2 separate regions of the Sus scrofa genome follow, and region 1 is linked to region 2. The links are chromatin contacts, called in public HiChIP or PLAC-seq maps. All regions are on one chromosome and are shown on one strand. The core of a region is the stretch at or near the end of the contact, and the rest is flanking DNA. Distances in the headings are between cores, read along the strand shown.

The links. HiChIP or PLAC-seq counts read pairs in DNA pulled down with a chosen protein or histone mark.
Region 1: an H3K27ac HiChIP or PLAC-seq map of alveolar macrophages shows a contact between it and region 2. The contact joins the promoter of WDR92 here to the promoter of FBXO48 in region 2. A contact is called at or near these places in 1 of 5 promoter capture datasets (liver) and 1 of 2 datasets of contacts at active chromatin or transcription factors (alveolar macrophages).

The regions. Positions count from the first base shown.
Region 1 is chr3:74,083,466-74,086,558 of Sscrofa11.1, reverse strand. It overlaps WDR92 (WD repeat-containing protein 92), which reads right to left and starts at 1,426. Exons shown (of 8, transcript XM_005662502.3): 1 at 1,078-1,426. The coding sequence starts at 1,260. It overlaps PNO1 (RNA-binding protein PNO1), which reads left to right and starts at 1,663. Exons shown (of 7, transcript XM_003125074.4): 1 at 1,663-1,988; 2 at 2,208-2,357. The coding sequence starts at 1,782.
Region 2 is chr3:73,829,761-73,832,688 of Sscrofa11.1, reverse strand. FBXO48 (F-box only protein 48) reads right to left here and starts at 1,390. Exons shown (of 4, transcript XM_021087420.1): 1 at 1,281-1,390; 2 at 428-573. It overlaps APLF (aprataxin and PNK-like factor), which reads left to right and starts at 1,531. Exons shown (of 10, transcript XM_005662500.3): 1 at 1,531-1,908. The coding sequence starts at 1,813.

The DNA of each region.
Region 1 (3,093 bases), core at 177-2,676, 250 kb before region 2:
TTTGGACCCCTGGAATTACAGATTTCTCTGTCGTCTTTAACAATGCTAAACGTCTGAGTACGCTATATCATTTTTCCTTCATGCAACCCAAATCAAGGCATTTTAAAAACTGTAAACAGGTATAAACATGCTAGTTAATATTGTCATTCTCCAACTCCTTCACTAGAAATCTTTACAAAACTTGTAAATCTGACCTTGCCACACCCACTTAAATTAGCCCTTCATTGATGTCCCATTTTTTTCTTAGAAAAAAAGTATAAATTTTGTAAGTGACCTACAGATTTTGCAACGTCCCTGCTTACTACTCTTTTTGTTTCTAAAGGAGACACTCTCTCTCCCATCGCTGGGCTGTTTCCTCTGAAAATCTCCACTACTCCTAGTTGGGCCTTGTTAGCTTCTACTCAACTCAAATCTTTTTTCCTTTGTTTTTTTTTTTTTTCTTTAGATTTGTATTTATGTAGCGTTGGTTTGATTATTTAACTGATTCTCTCTCTTACTAGAAAATAAACTCCATGATATCCAGGACATTGTCATTTACATGCCTGGGAATACCAGGCAATCAACTGATACTTGCTGAAAGAATAGCTATGTTTGGTTGCTTCCTCCAATTACATAGCAGGCATCCTGGTGTCCACTTTGACCGTTTGTATGAAAAAGCATTTTACTAATTTGAACCTATTAACAGGCTCTGCACAAATAAGTGTGCCCTGCCCCAAAGGGCCCCAAATTTAAACACGAAGACGGAATGTCATCCCCAAGGACCTCTCGCTGGACTGGGAGGGTGGTTGGGGTGGCTGGAGGAAAGGACCGACAAGGCGCGAATGAACTAGCCCGCCAAGAATTCAGAACTAGAACCAAAGTATTGTACATCGCAAGTATTCCTCAATCTGCGTTCAAGCTTCGCTACTCCCACGCAACTAGAAAAGTGCTTTGGGGGGACGCTGGACATAGGATTTGGCAAAAAAAAAAAAAAAAAAAAAATGCAGACCACCCACACCACCCCTGCCCAAGATACACACTCGCCCCCCAAGAGCAGGCCCAGATCTTGGCACTGGGCAGTCTCGACCGGGTACCCACCTCCCGAAGCAGCTTTAGGTCCCCGTGCTGGATCTCGTACAGCTGAATGACGCCGGTGCCCCGCGCGAAGTTGCCCATGGTCACAAACTTGGCGCTGCAGGGCACCCACTTACAGTCGAATACCGTGTAGTTGAGGCTCTTCTGTATATGGGCGATGATCTGAGGCTTCTCAAAGGCCGACATGGTCCACCTGTTGGATTCCGCCTAGGCCACAGGCACACCCCCAACAAACCATGACAAAACGCTAACCTGGAAACCGGAAACCAAACGTTAAGAACAGTTGGTCCCTCCCGTTTGCCGTAAGCGCCCCTGTCGCCCTTGGAAATTGGGTTTAGATGTCTTTGATAATGCCGGATGAGCAACCGAAGACACAAGACTTTTTTCCCTCACCGACAACACAAGCTTGTTTGTAGCCTTTACTTAAAACCTTTAGTATATATTAGAGATAACTAAATGTTCTGGCTGCTAGTTGGCGTGGGCAGAGGGCGACCATAAGAATCAGGCATATTTTAGGACAGCCCTTTCCCCTCCCAATAAACACACACAAAATCTTGCTTCAGGTCCCTTGCGTGGACGTCTTAGGAAAGAGGGCGGAGCCCTGGGGCTGGTTGGTGGAGACTGGGGTCCTGCGAGACGCATCTGCGCGGTACAGCCCCGCACGTGTTCAAGCCGGAAGCTCCCGCTGGGGCTGGAGAGTCCTGAGGATGGAAACCCAGATGGAGGCTCAGAGCCCCTTAGCCGAGGACGGCTTCACCCAGGTCACCCGCAAGGGTAGCCGAAGGGCGAAGAAACGGCAGGCTGAGCAGCTGTCTGCGACGGAGGAAGGAGGGGGCGCGAGCCACATGGACACGGAAGAGGCTCGGCCGGCGAAGAGGCCCATCTTCCCTCCCCTCTCCGGGGACGGGTTCTTGGTACTGGCGGGCACTCACGAACAGGAACGGGGCAAAGCAGAGGCCTGGGGACCCTGTGGCTTTAGGGTGATGTAGAAGCTTTTTATGGCGTGAAGGTTTTAGAGAAGGACTCTCCTGATGTTTAATTCGTTCAGTTGAAGGATGCTCTTTGTGGATCAGCTGTCAGTTTACAACTCCGCCCATCCGACGACTCCTGAGTTGTGTTTTCTTTTATTGTAGAGTGGGAAAGAAGAAACTAGGAAAATTCCAGTTCCTGCTAACAGGTACACGCCGTTAAAAGAGAATTGGATGAAGATATTTACTCCTATTGTGGAGCATTTGGGACTTCAGATACGCTTTAACTTGAAATCGAGGAATGTAGAAATCAGGGTAAGGAGAATGTTAACCATTTTTAAATATACTGCGGTTTCTCTCACCTGTGGGTATGAAAAGGCATGAACCGACTTTCCTTAGAGGGGCTTATTTTGTTAAATGATTTTTTCCCAATTTTCTAATATTTTAGTATTTGAACCTCTCAAATGCTTTCAAAATCTACACTCAGCGCAGATATTAGTCCAATTCATGAGTTGGGCCTGAGATCATACCAAAATAGTAGCTATGTCTCTTTTTTTTTTGAAGGGCTGCACCTTGGCATTTGGAAGTTCTCAGGCAAGGGGTCGAATTGGAGCTGTAGCTGCCAGCCTACACCACAGCCACACCAATGCCAGATCCAAGGTAGTCCTGCGACCTGCACCACAGTTCACGGCAACACCAGATCCTTAATCCCCTGAGCAATGCCAGGGATTGCACCTACATCCTTGTGGATACTAGTCCAGGTCTGCATATTTTTAATAATCTGTGTTGATTAAGAAAAGGCTTAATAAAGAGCTTGTCATAAACAGAAGTATGTAAGTAATCAATGAAAGTACTTGCTATAGTATCATATTTTAGTGGTATTTTTTGAAAAAAAAAAAGTACCGATGATAAATTTAAGTTATACATACGTGTATTTATTCATTCATTCCTTCCTTCCATGATGTCAGGCTAGGAGTTAGGCAGTAGGGTTTCATTTTGTTTTATTTTGTTTTTTCTGAGTGCCAATTTTGTTTCAGAATCAGTGACCTAG
Region 2 (2,928 bases), core at 141-2,640:
ACTGACAAAAATCCCAAATACTCAATTAGTTATAAGAGCAGTGCTTTAGAAATGGCTTCCCCAAGCTACCCTACATGCATAGTTAATTATGAACTAAGACAATAGTCACTGAGGCCATCAAGCAACAATGACTAACAATTATAAACAATGTTACATTTATTAAGCAACTATAAACAATAGCAGATGACTAAAGATGTAAAGTCCAGTTTCAGCTAGTTTAAGGTGCATGGTGACGGCTTCTGAAATCAGTTGAAAGCATGGAGCTATTTTTGCATATAAAGACAGTTCATATTTATTTAAAATCAGTTTATTCCACTTTGCACTTCCTCCTATTAATGAGGGGTGGTAGCCAGGAGTGGTTTCAGATACAGCTAAATACTTCTAGCTGAACTAAGGACAAATTCCCCTTTCTAGATGTGCGACTCACCTATTTGTTTCTGGACTTGCCAGGCCCACAGATGCTCCCATTCATTTGGCTGTTCATCATCCCAATTAGTTACAATGGTTAGAATTTCAGTGTTCGAGTTCAAGAGAGGACTTCCTCTTCAGAGTTTGGGGAAGTAAGAAAGCAAGCTGGTAAAAACAAGTTCATGAGTTAAGTTTTTGCCACACCACCCTCCTGCTCCGCAGCAATACAAACTGAAACCAAACTACCCTATTCTTGAAAAGAATCTCATATTAGGAGACAGTTCCTGTGCACTAACACGCACATTTGCTACTTCTCCCGGGAGCTCACTGGGGATAAAATGCGTTCTCCCGTTACAGTTATTCCAGAGGAGGCAGATGAACGTTTTTGAATTTAACAGACAGGGGTGCCTTGCTGAGATTCCTAAAATCCCACTAGGTATTTTCCTTCCTCCAAGTCCAGCTTTGGCTGAATACCTAGAAAACTATCTTCTTCTGCCCCTTTATGAACCAAATCGTGCTGAATTACCTTTCTAGTTAGGTGAGAGCTCACCCTCTTTCAGGTGTCACACGGACGGAGAGATCGGAAGGCCGCGCAGACACCCGGCTCTCAGCAGCCCTCACCCGAGGCGGACGCCGCAGGTCGGAAGGAATGACCCCACGTCCCATCTGAGCCACCCTACTGGCGTGCCCCGTGCAGATTGCTGATGCCATAGTCCACAGATCAAGGGGCAATGACAAGTAAACAACAATAACAACCGTCAGCACGAACTGTCACTGCCGCTCAGGCGGGACGAGCGCAGACTCTTCGAACACCGGGTCCTCGCCCCCTTGCACGCCCACCCGACGTCAGCCGGAAGGAAAGACCCTCCTACCTACAGGGTCGCAGCGAACTCTCCTTCAGCGATTTAAATCCTCCAGAATTCGAATCCTTCTCCAAGGTCTCTCAGGTCCCGCCCACTCTAGCCCCGCCTTGCTGACTCGGATTTCGCACAGGCTCAGAAAGGCGAGCGCATTGACTCTTGGTATTGGTAGTTTTCTCGGGGCCTCTCTGCTCGGCAAGCGAGGAGAAGGGAGGCGTCACGGACTACAAGGTCCGGTGTCCTTCGAGCGGGGTGGGCGGTGAGAAGGATGGGGTTGGGGGGGTTGACCGGGGGTTTTAAACAATAGTTTGGAGGCTGTGTGAAGGGGGAATCCCCGAGTGCGTCACTGGCTGGAAGGAGGGCCGGGACTCGGTACCCCGCGCCGGGGCCCCCGCTCCGCGCGGCCTGGACACACCCGGGCGCAGTTTTCACTCCCCCTCCCCCTGTGTTTTCGCGGGACCTGCGTAGGCCCCGCGCGTGTTCATGGAAGGCGGAAACGGCTGGGGGGACCCTCTCCTTCCAAAGGGGTCTAATCCTCGCCGCCATGTCCGGAGGCTTCGAGCTGCAGCCGCAGGACGGCGGTCCCCGGGTGGCCCTGGCGCCCGGGGAGACGGTGATAGGCCGCGGGCCGCTGTTGGGAGTAAGTGTGGCGGGGGCTTTGCTGGTCGGGACGGCCGCGAGGTCCTGGCCGGCTCCCGAGGCCCCTCTCCCGGACCTTCCCCGATTTGCTAGCACGCCGGCCAGGCCTGTCTGGATTTTAGAAGTTTGGGGGCAGCACTTTTTCAGTCAACTCGAAGCAACTTTCAGACTTTTCCTTCTGTTGCCTTTAAAAACACTGACTTGGGGTATCATCGTTGTCCTTTTACGCGGGGGTCTGCAAACTGGCCCTGGCTCCAAATCCAGCCTGTTTTTTTGTATGAGGGCATATACTGAGAATGGTTCTCAAATTTTCAAATGTAAAGTGTAAACAACCTGAATTAGTCTTTCGTGGAGAATAATTGCTCTAAGAGTTGAGAATATTGCCTCTTGGCTTGGTAGGCCACAGTATTTGCAGTAGTATCTGACCCTTTACGGGAAAAGTTTGCCAACCTCTGATCTTAGCTGTTCTAGAATAATTTCTTTTAAACTTTTGGCCCATTTGCCAAACTTTTATTGTATAGTCTTTTTCAGTAATATCGATGGCCCACCGTTCTGTGTATGTAGTGTTCCAGGCATTGATCTAAGAACTTCACTTGTATCAACTTTAATCTTTTCTAAACCCTTTGAGTTAGGTACTCTTATTATCTTCATTGTTCAAATAAGAAAGTTGAGCTATAGATTGGTTATTTAAAGGGCACACTTAAGCTTTTGGACACCGAGTGCCGATAGGCTATGCATTCTTCCTCTGGGATGTTTAAGAGTTTGAAAACTTGCCAGTTACATTGCGGAATTTTGTAAATCTCTCCCTCAATACGTATATATTTTTTCTTAACATTCAGCATGTCTGGTTTAGTGCCCACTTTGTGCCGCACACTGTGCAGATCCTAGCGCCCTGCGGTGCACAGAGATGAATGAGCCAGGCATCCTTGCCTCTAGTTTTCTTTTGAACTGTCCAGACCGACCTGTGTCAGTGAGCTAATACCAGGGAGTGAGGAATATGGACTGTTAACCCCAGTTAACC